2 separate regions of the Pan troglodytes genome follow, and region 1 is linked to region 2. Evidence: chromatin contacts called from public Hi-C data. All regions are on one chromosome and are shown on one strand. The core of a region is the stretch at or near the end of the contact, and the rest is flanking DNA. Distances in the headings are between cores, read along the strand shown.

The links. A called contact is a pair of places that touch in the nucleus more often than the background predicts.
Region 1: a contact with region 2 is called in a Hi-C map of induced pluripotent stem cells, with 2.2 times the contacts expected there. The contact joins the enhancer-like site here to the promoter of MSRA in region 2. A contact is called at or near these places in 2 of 7 Hi-C or Micro-C datasets (induced pluripotent stem cells and stem cell-derived neural progenitor cells).

The regions. Positions count from the first base shown.
Region 1 is chr7:16,126,452-16,131,707 of NHGRI_mPanTro3-v2.0_pri, forward strand. All of the region lies in intron 1 of MSRA (methionine sulfoxide reductase A), which reads left to right. Among named protein-coding and RNA genes, the nearest start is that of MSRA, 100 kb to the left of the region's middle. Within about 2 kb of position 1,865, at least 10 of the 24 cell types and tissues checked have an H3K27ac peak or open chromatin away from gene starts, as enhancers often do. A contact at or near this core is called in induced pluripotent stem cells and stem cell-derived neural progenitor cells, where this site is marked.
Region 2 is chr7:16,027,714-16,032,545 of NHGRI_mPanTro3-v2.0_pri, forward strand. MSRA (methionine sulfoxide reductase A) reads left to right here and starts at 1,308. Exons shown (of 12, transcript XR_010159154.1): 1 at 1,308-1,774.

The DNA.
Region 1 (5,256 bases), core at 615-3,114, 99 kb after region 2:
AGCCTCACATAGCAATTATGGCCTAGTTTGATTGACAGATATCTGTGGGTTTGTTTTTCTGTCTGACTCAGTAATTTAACTTATATGAAAACAACCGGCCTGTTCTGTCCCGTGTTCTGAAGCCTCTTCTTTCCCGTGTGTGAAAAGTGCGCAGGATTTAAAAGCACAGCCTTTTCTCTTCAGCTCCTGCATGTCCCTTCCCTGCACTGCCCAGTTGCATCCCTTTCCAGCATCGTTTCTGCTGCCCTTGAACCTTTGGAGTGGGAAGCAAGACAGGGATCTCTCATTTTATATATCAGTAAGGTGTGGCGTGGACAGACCCTTGTCGCTCCCTGGACACCACTGGTGGTGTTGATTTTATGGAGCCCAGGCTGGTGCACGCGTGTGTGTGTCAGGTGGGCAGTGATGGGGGGGTGGGGATGAGGCATGGTGATAATTCACAACATACCCTCTATCTAGTTGGGATCCGTAAAGGAGGAGGTTAGGGGAGGGAGGATCCGTGCCTACTTGTGGAGGGTATCAAGAAGGGCTTCCTGGGGAGGTGGAGGTGAGCCGAGCTCACCAGGAGCTTCACCTTCCTGGGGAGGCGCAGTGAGCCAAGACTGCACCACTGCATTCCAGCCTGGGTGACACAGCGAGACTCTGTCTCAAAAAAAAAAAAAAAAAAAGGCTTCCTGTAGGAAGCTTAGTCAGTGGAAAGGATTTAGAGAGGAAGGGACAGGGAATAGAGAACATTCTAGCAGGCTGGGCGTGGTGGCTCACGCCTGTAATCCCAGCATTTTGGGAGGCCGAGGTGGGCGGATCATGAGGTCAGGAGATCGAGACCATCCTGGCTAACATGGTGAGACCCCGTCTCTACTAAAAATACAAAAAATAAAAAATTAGCCGGGCGTGTTGGTGGGTGCCTGTAGTCCCAGCTACTCGGGAGGCTGAGCCAGGAGAATGGTGTGAACCCGGGAGGCGGAGCTTGCAGTGAGCCCAGATCGTGCCACTGCACTCCAGCCTGGGCGACAGAGTAAGACTCTGTCTCAAAAACAAAACAAAACAAAAAAAGAGAACATTCTAGCAGGAGAAAGGGCGTTGAGTGCTTGGGTTGGGTCAAGGCACAAGTTTGGCTGAAATTTAGAATCTTTGAAGGAAAGCAATGGTGAGATTATTTAGACTGGGAAGATGAACCTGCCAATCTTATTTCTTATTCTGCATGTGTCACTTGATGAGAAGGCCATGTCTCCACCCTTTAGTAAAGGCCAAGGTCATTTAAAAGGTTACCTGGCCTTTTTAAGTGACTTGAAATGTTTAGCACAGTTTTAGAATGTCAGTGTCTCACCACCTGACCCTTATTTCCTTGGTTTATAATGGCCAATTTATTGTGTCTGTTTTATTCAAAAGAAAACTGGGGGTGCTTCTAAAATAGTTTCTTATTTCAGTGTGTACACACCTCCACTCTGAAACATGGCTCCCTTAACTGCACAGGCAAATTTATCAGACGTACTTGTGAACATATATTTGTGTGTGTATTGCAGTGGAAAATCCCCTTGAAAAATCAGCAAATTGGACTTCAGCTTGAAAAGTATAGACAGAGAACAAAACTCTCTGTGTGCAAATACATGTATATGTGTGTATCTAAAAACATATATAAACACATGTATACATATGTCTATATAAATAAAATTGGATTGAGTCATAAAAGTATAAATATGTCCAATGTAAAATCTACTAGAGAAGGAGTTTGTTTTTATGACTCAGAGGGAATGTGTAATAAAGAGGTATTTTTAAGACCGAGAGCCAGTGTGTGTCAGCTTCTTTTAGCCCATTGTTTATGTCCTTGGCAGGAAGATGACTCACTAGATCTGAATCACAAGGCGATTAAGAGCCCCAGGAAAGGCTGATTTCAGGATGGATATTTAGAAGCCTCAGCTAAATCAGGTCTTGGGTATCTAGGTGGATTGGGGAATCAGTGAAACAAATATTTCTCTTCATTTTTTTAGATTCTGTGGATCTCTTGCTCAGTACAGAAGTACTTTTTTCCCCCAAAAAATCATATGAAGAAAGAGGAAGTGCTGCCCATTCAGAAGGAGGTTGTTAAAAATGAGTAACGCACACTTCATGTTCACAGCGGCAGTATTCACAATAGCTCCACGTGCCTGTTGACAGGTGAACAGGTAGACAGAATGTGGTCTGTCTGTGCAATGGAATAGTATTCAGCCTTAAAAAGGAAGGAAATTCTGTCACTTGCTACAACAGGGATGAACCTTGAGGACATGATGCTATGAGAAATAAGCCAGCCACAAACAGACAAATACTATGTAATTCCACTGAGTCGAGGTTCCTAGAGTAGTGAAATTCATAGAGACAGAAGGTAGAACGGTGATTTCCAGGGGCTGAGGACAAGAGGGGATGAAGAGCTGCTGTTTAAAGGATGCAGAGTTTCAGTTTTGCAAGGTGAAAAAGTGCTGGAGATTGATCGTACATCAGTGTGAATGTACTTACCGCTACTGAGCGGTACACTTAGAAATGGTTACAATGATAAATTTAATATGAGGTGTCTTCCACCACAATTACAAAAGTGGAATGAGTGAAGCTTATTAAGGATAGACAGCAGATGGCTGAGAAGTTGGCCTGGCTGGACCGTTGTCTGGTGGGAGCATGTGGATGAGGCATGAGGTGGGGAAATAAGGCACCTGTCTTTCTTCCAGTTAATTGTTCTTTCCCCCTCGCCTTCCACCTTCCTTTCCCTCCTGGTGACTCATCCTGTCTCCCTCTCACGTGCCTGCTTCATACTTTCTTCCTTTTCCCTGCTGGTCCACCCGACCTATTTTTACTCCCTCACATTTGGTTGTCTTTATCCTCAGAGGAGAATGCTCACACCAGCGTCTTTCTTCAGCACAGCTTTCTACCTTCTTTTTTTTCCATTTTAAGACCGACAGTGACATAAGGTCAATGGGTGAGGTAGAGATATACTGATCTTTTTTTGGTGGCAGTTAGGGATATTGACATTGGTCACTTCCCAAAGCGACAGCAGTGGTAGCACAGGTGAGGGTGTCGCCCACCGTCTGAGAAACCCATGAAGTACGCTGGCTGCTCTTCCTTGTTGCCCCTTTCATAACGAAGTGTTCGCTATTACGTTACGAAATATGTCCGAGGAGGAAGCTGTGCAACAGCTTTAGAAAAAAATTCTAGAGCTAGAACATGCAGTTGGTTTTCAAATCTCATATTCTTAATTTCAATCCTTTTATTTCGGATCCAGGCTTTAGGATGTCTCTCTCTCTGATATCACTACATAAAAATTATCCAAATGTTTAACATTATATAGAAATAAACATAATGGTGTATTTGACAAAATTTGACAATTTTCATGTGGATATTCAATGCCTTGTGGTCAAAGTTTAAATCAAAACCCATGTGGTCTTGGCTTCAGGAATCTGTACCATCATAGATAGCAGTGGAGGAGAGGAAATAATAGTCTGGTATCCTTAACCCATAATATAGATTGTATATTTGTTGAAAGTAGAATGCAAGGGTGGCAAAGGCCTGATCTTGTTGAGGGATGGGAAATTGTCAAACGCACTCACTGAATCTGTGTGGTGGACACGCGTGCTTGAAAACCTTGCGGAAGAGTAGCCATCAAAAATACTTATAGTTCTTAGCAAGGTTACGGCAGGGGTGACAACCCAGTAAGGTAGCACCCAAATCGGCTTCACTGCTTCAGGAAGGTGGAAGCCTCAAGGACACACTTGGGGTTTTTTTTTTCTTTTCTTTTTTTTTTTTTTTTTTTTTGAGACTGAGTCTTGCTCTGTTGCCCAGGCTGGAGTGCAGTGGCACAATCTCGGCTCACTGCAAGCTCCGCCTTCCAGGTTCATGCCATTCTCCTGCCTCAGCCTCCTGAGTAGCTGGTACTACAGGCATCCGCCACCACGCCCAACTAATTTTTTGTATTTTTAGTAGAGACAGGATTTCACCGTGTTAGTCAGGATGGTCTTGATCACCTGACCTCGTGATCCACCCACCTCGGCCTCCCAGAGTGCTGGGATTACAGGCATGAGCCACCGCGTCCAGCCAGGTTTGTGTTTTATAGGAAGAATAAATTTCCATTTTAAATGAAACAATTCTACTTTTTTCTTGTGAAATAATGTTGAAGTATAGATAAAATATATCAATTGTATGAGGATCATTTAAAGAAAATCACATGTGTATTGAAAAAGATTTTAATTTTTTTTCTTGGAAATAGTGATCTATTGTTTTAATGGAAAAAGGAAGTGTAGTTTTTTAAATGTTCTTTAATATTGATTTACAGAAGCTTAACATTACCTTTTTAAATACCACAGGTACAGTAAAATTTAATGGGAAAGCTAATTTTTAATAGTTTGATATATGTGTATATATTTTATATATATATATATATATATATATATAGGTTTTACCTTGCATTCGCATTTTAAGAGAACAAGCTTATTTTATGATTAACAGAATCTTTAAAAAATTTTTATTGTAAGCTTGTCAGAGTCCTAGATTTAAAAAGTTATACCCACACCACATATAGTCTAATGACGACAATAAGGATAAAGAAATACTGAACTTTTTTAAGTAGGCTTGTGTCGGTAGGGATATTGATGACATTCTGAAACTATTTTGTGTTTATTTAGGAGAGAGTAAATGAGCAACTAAGTGAATTCATGTGTTGGACACCAACATTTTCACTGTGGAAGGAGACATAAATATGAGGAATGTGAGGTGGCCGTGACCTTAATGAAGTGGTCAGGTTTGGCGTCACTAATGGTGGGAGTCCTGATGTGATGCGGTAGGGGGATACCTGAAGCCCCTGGGAAGAGTGGCTTCGATGCTGCCAAGGAGAATGTCATGAAGTACAGAGCTAAGTGCAGGAACTGTTTCAGATTAGGGAGACCAAGCAGAAATAACCGCCAATTGCAGTGAATGAAACTTGGTCGGATTCCATATCGAAACAAACAAAATGGCTATAAAGGACATTTTTGAGACAATCGGGGAAATGTGAGTGTGGACTGTATGTTGGATGATGGTATTGAATCAACCTTTCCTTTTTTAAAGGTGTGACTGGATAGGAGAAGGTGTTTATTCTTGAGAGATGCGTGTTGGATTACTTAGGGTGAAATTTCACAAGGTCGTAAGTCCAGTTTTGGATAGTTTGGTAAAAGGAAAGCATGTGTGTGTACGTGTGTGTGTATGAGATAGCGGGGATTTGAGAAGATATTAATTCTTGGTGAATGTAGGTGGAGAGTT
Region 2 (4,832 bases), core at 58-2,557:
GAGACAGGGTCTTGCTCTGTTGCCCGGGCTGGAGCACAGCAGTGTGATCATAGCTCACTGCAGCCTCTACCTCTCTGGCTCCAGCGCTCCTCCTGCTGCAGCCTCCCAAGTAGCTGGGACCACAGGCGTGCGCTACCACACCACCATGCCCAACTACTTAAATACCTTATTTTTTTATTTTTATTTTTTTGGTAAAGATGGCGTCTCAAACTCCTGGCCTCCAGCAATCCTCCTGCCTCAGCCTCTCAAAGTGTTGGGATTACAGGAGTGAGCCATCATGCCAAGTAAGTTATTTCTTCACACTAAACATTCTTCAGCTCTTAGTTGCAGAGTATTTCTAGCATGTGAAACTTCATACAATCAACCACAAAACACAGACAAACCAGTATGTATCAAAAAGAAGTTACTGAAAAACACAAAATATTGTCTTTGACAGAATGACTATTTTTTCAGACCCTTAATAGTGACCAGGCCTTCGCAAGCCTAGAAGGGACTCCTTGGGGTGTTTTCATGAAAGGCCTGTGGAACCGACTTGGTATAGCCTCATAGCAATAACAAACAGTTTAGGCATCATTTTGCCCAGGGGAAATACAAATTACAAAATCAAAGCTAGAGCCTTTTTAGTGTTGTATGCCTGGCAACACACCGCATTTTACACTATAGCACTGCTAAGCCTCCTGCCCTCCTTACAGTCCAGACCACATGAAAACAAAGTGGTAACTAAATCCATGCAGGAAGCTGGGTGAAAGCCTCCTTTCTGTGGGTGCTAATCTGAAGTTCCCTCCCTCATCTGAGACGACCTGCCCATTTTGGCAGAACATGTGTTAAGCCAAAATCTCACACAGATTAACTCCCAAGTCACTCACCTCGCTCCAACCACTTTACATTTAGTTTGAGAATGTCACAGAACAAATGTCATCTCCTATGATTTGAGAAACAAGAATAATACACCACCACCATTAAGTCCACCTACACTGCCTTAATGGTGCTGTTGGTGCCTTGCTCCCGTATTTTGGCCGCTGCAAAATGGGCTTAAATATGTTTGTAAATACATAACTTAATATTGAATTCATCTTCCCTATTTCGCGCATTTTGAGAACTGTGCTTAGTTTTCACTTTGGACGAATAGGAACCCTTCTGATGGCCGTCATGACAATGTCTCCAATAAAAACTGACAGTCTAGCTGGCTGCAAGGCAGGTCCTCTTCTATCTTACTGGGCACTGCTAAACTGCGAAGTCGGGGCGATACGGCAGCAACTTTAAAATCAAACCCCATCCCCAAGGGCTCGGCGTGTTTTTTGGCCTCTGCCGCTTCACGTACTTCGTACGACAGGAGCGCACTTGTTCTCTGCCCGAGAACTTCGTCCCGAGAGAACCTGAGGAACTCGCCGGGCCACACCCCCTGTCCAGGGAAGGAACACGCCCCCGGTGAAAGCCGGTACGGCCCCGGCCTTGGGCAACCTCGATTACGGGCGGCCGCCAGCCCCGCCAGCAGCGCCCCGCGCCCGCCCGCCGGCGCCCCTGCCGCCCCCCGGTTCCGGCCGCGGACCCCACTCTCTGCCGTTCCGGCTGCGGCTCCGCTGCCGGTAGCGCCGTCCCCCGGGACCACCCTTCGGCTGGCGCCCTCCCATGCTTTCGGCCACCCGGAGGGCTTGGCAGCTCCACCTCCTCCTCCACAGCCTCTTTCCCGTCCAGAGGATGGGCAACTCGGCCTCGAACATCGTCAGCCCCCAGGAGGCCTTGCCGGGCCGGAAGGAACAGACCCCTGTAGCGGGTAAGCACTGGCCACACGGAGGGCGCGGGCGGCGGCGCTGCGCACGCGCGCCTGAGCCCGGCGGCAGCGCGCCCGCTGCCCGGAAGGAAGCGGTGGGCTGGCCTCGGGCGGGTCGCGGGGTGGGGTCTGCGCAGGCGCGAAGGGACGCCGGCAGTGGCCGGGGAGACGCTGGGGTCCACTGACGTCCCTTTGTCTTTGTTTGGCTCGTCATCTTCTGGAGCCAAACTGGGCATTTTGAAGGAGTCTAGTGCATCGGTCTCACTTACCCGGAGTGCATACCGTGGCGGCCCCAAGTTTGGGGCAGGAAATGTGCCGCTGGGGTCTGCCCTTGCTCGCGGGCGCCCGCGGCGCTGTGCCTGCGCCCTCCTTTCTTGTCTCCTCTGCGCCGGCCGCCGGGACCCAGGGCACCTGCAGCGGGGCTGGTGCGAGTGTTGTCCCGGGAAATGCCAGAATGAGACGAGACGATGAAAACCTTAAGTGTGGAACTGCGTCTCAGGCCAGTGTTCTGGCTGAAAGAGTCACCCCTAGTCCCCCCTCGTGCCCTAGGTCGGCCCCGCTGTCCCCAGGGGGCAGGGGCTGCCGTATGCTGGGTCAGCTTAAAGCGATGCTCCACAAACTTGGAAAACTTTCTAGTCGTTCTCACATCAGTACTTTGGGAAAATACAATAAGGGTGAAATACTAGAAAAATGTTCACGTGCTTCGATGCCATGTAATGGTAAACTGCTATAAAAGTTTTCAAAATCTTGGCAATTTCTGCTGCAGACAGCACGGGTTTCCCAGAACGAGGGCCACACGTTAATATTACCTTAGTGCAGCGCTTCTCAGAGTGCCCCCACCTGCCGCAGCAGCAGCAGCATCACCACCTGGGTTGGCGTTCCCCCATTACTGAATCGGAGACTCTGGGGGTGGAGCCCAACAATCTCTAACGCAAGTCCTCCAGGTGATTGTAATGTACGCTGTAGCTTGTAAACCACTGCCTTAGAACTGTTGGAGGATTAAGTGATGTTTAATCTACACGTGGCTCAATGCCAGAGAAATTCAGCATTTAAAAAATTTCCTTAGAAGTTTCTTTTTCTTTTCCTTCAAGAATTGTTGAGGATAGGAGGTCATATTGAGAGTTTGTCATCTCGTAGAATAATCAGTATGAGATTAGAAAAGGTAGAGGTTTTTTGGATTAGAGGCAGTTTAGAAATTGTGTGACTGGCTTATTATTAATCGAATTAGCAGTTTCTGTTTCCTGGTTTCCCCATCATTTCATCTCCTACTCAGCCGTAAAAGTTTATTTTTGATTCAAATGCAGAGATTGAGTTTTGAAACAAATCTAGATTAGTAAACATCTATACTTATATATAGATTTATAAAATATAACCAGATTATCTAAACCTTATAAATGCATCTTAAAATTTTTTCTTTGTTTTACAGGCAGGTATTTATACGTGCATGTTTAAAGGCGATACTTTTCAAATGCCAGACTTCCTCAGCTTGTGCTATACTTCCCCTTCACACACTACCGTATCTTTGCTATGCCCTCCCATACACCCCCCAAAAAAAAAAACAAAAAAAAAAACCCCAAATAATCCAAAAACTCTTGTTCAGATTTCCAAACTGGTTCACGGTCAAGATGGACCAAAATTTACTTTGGCTTTATCTTAACCAAAGTCTTCCCAATCAGTTTCCCAATATGTAAATGACATTTTTGGTAAAAGATTAGCAAACATTTCAGAAATGAGCCAACAATTTTTTTCTTATCCCCATCATAACTTTTAACTGCAAAACCTCAGGACCTGGTTCCTTTCCAGGCTCTGCTGTCTCCATATAGCTGTGAGTGTTTTTGGTACACCAACACATCTCTGTATCTGGGCCAGTAAACTTTTTTTTTTTTTTTTGGTGTAGGGCCAAGCCTACAATGCATATGTCCTTATTGTTCATCTGTTGTAACTTTTTCCACAAAAAGTGTTTGAAATTTAGATTGTGGACGTTCCAGTCTCCACTTCTGAGCCTTGACAGGTTGCTGAAAGTCCTGACTGGCTCCAGAAATGGGCAGTGTTATCTCTTCAGTGGGTTTCTGTAGCTGTAAACTTGAAACTTAAGGATTTAGTATTGTTCTGAATGTGGAATTCACCTCCACGGCAACTTGGATCCTGTTTAACAACTCCTCCCTTCTCTATATTACCTCCATCCTTGTCTGTTCTTATTTGTACCGACTCTCAAAAGTTGCGTGACAAAAGCATCACCTTTTGACTGCAGAAGGCCTGTTTCTTTAGTGCCTTTAGATAAGCCTAGTATCAGGTGTGTACCATTACCAAATACTTGTGGTGTTAAGGATTACCATCTTAGCGTTCATCCTACCATTTTTATATTCTTAAGGACAATTCCACCCTTTTACAAACTGTGACCAAGATTTCCACCTTGCAAGAAGGAAAGAGTCAAACCTTCAAAGTTTTTCAGTGTTTAATTTATCCCAGGCTACCTAAAATGGATCAAAACATGAACAGGCCTACTTGGGTGAGTGGTGAAAACTGAACCTGCCCTGGACTGCCTCATTTGCAGCCTGCTGTGTTCAGGTTAGGGGGCATCTGGGCAGCGCTGGCTGGCTGGTAGGGCACACGGCAATGTGTCTGCCCTGTATGTGGAGATGGTCTCATTGTGCTTCAGTGCCTGACCACCAAGCAATACTCTGAGAACTTGGGACTGAGGGACAAGGGGAATTCATACTTGTTGAACTGTATTGGTATTGTATTGTTCAAAATAGGCTGCAGGTAGAAGGCTCAAAATTAAAACCTCAGAGTTCCTTACATTTTGTTAAGATGTGGGTTCCTTACAGTCAGAACTGATCTTATTTCCGGTGAATTATTGTAATTATTGTAAAAGTCCAATATGGTTTGGTTTTGTGTCCTCACCTAAATCTCATTTCGAATTGTAATTCCCACCTGTTGGAGGAGGGGCCTGGTGAGAGGTGATTGAAACATGGCGGGGGTGGACTTTCCCCTTGCTGTTCTCGTGAGAGTGAATGAGTTCTCACGAGATCTGATTATTTAAAAGTGTGTAGCTTCCTCC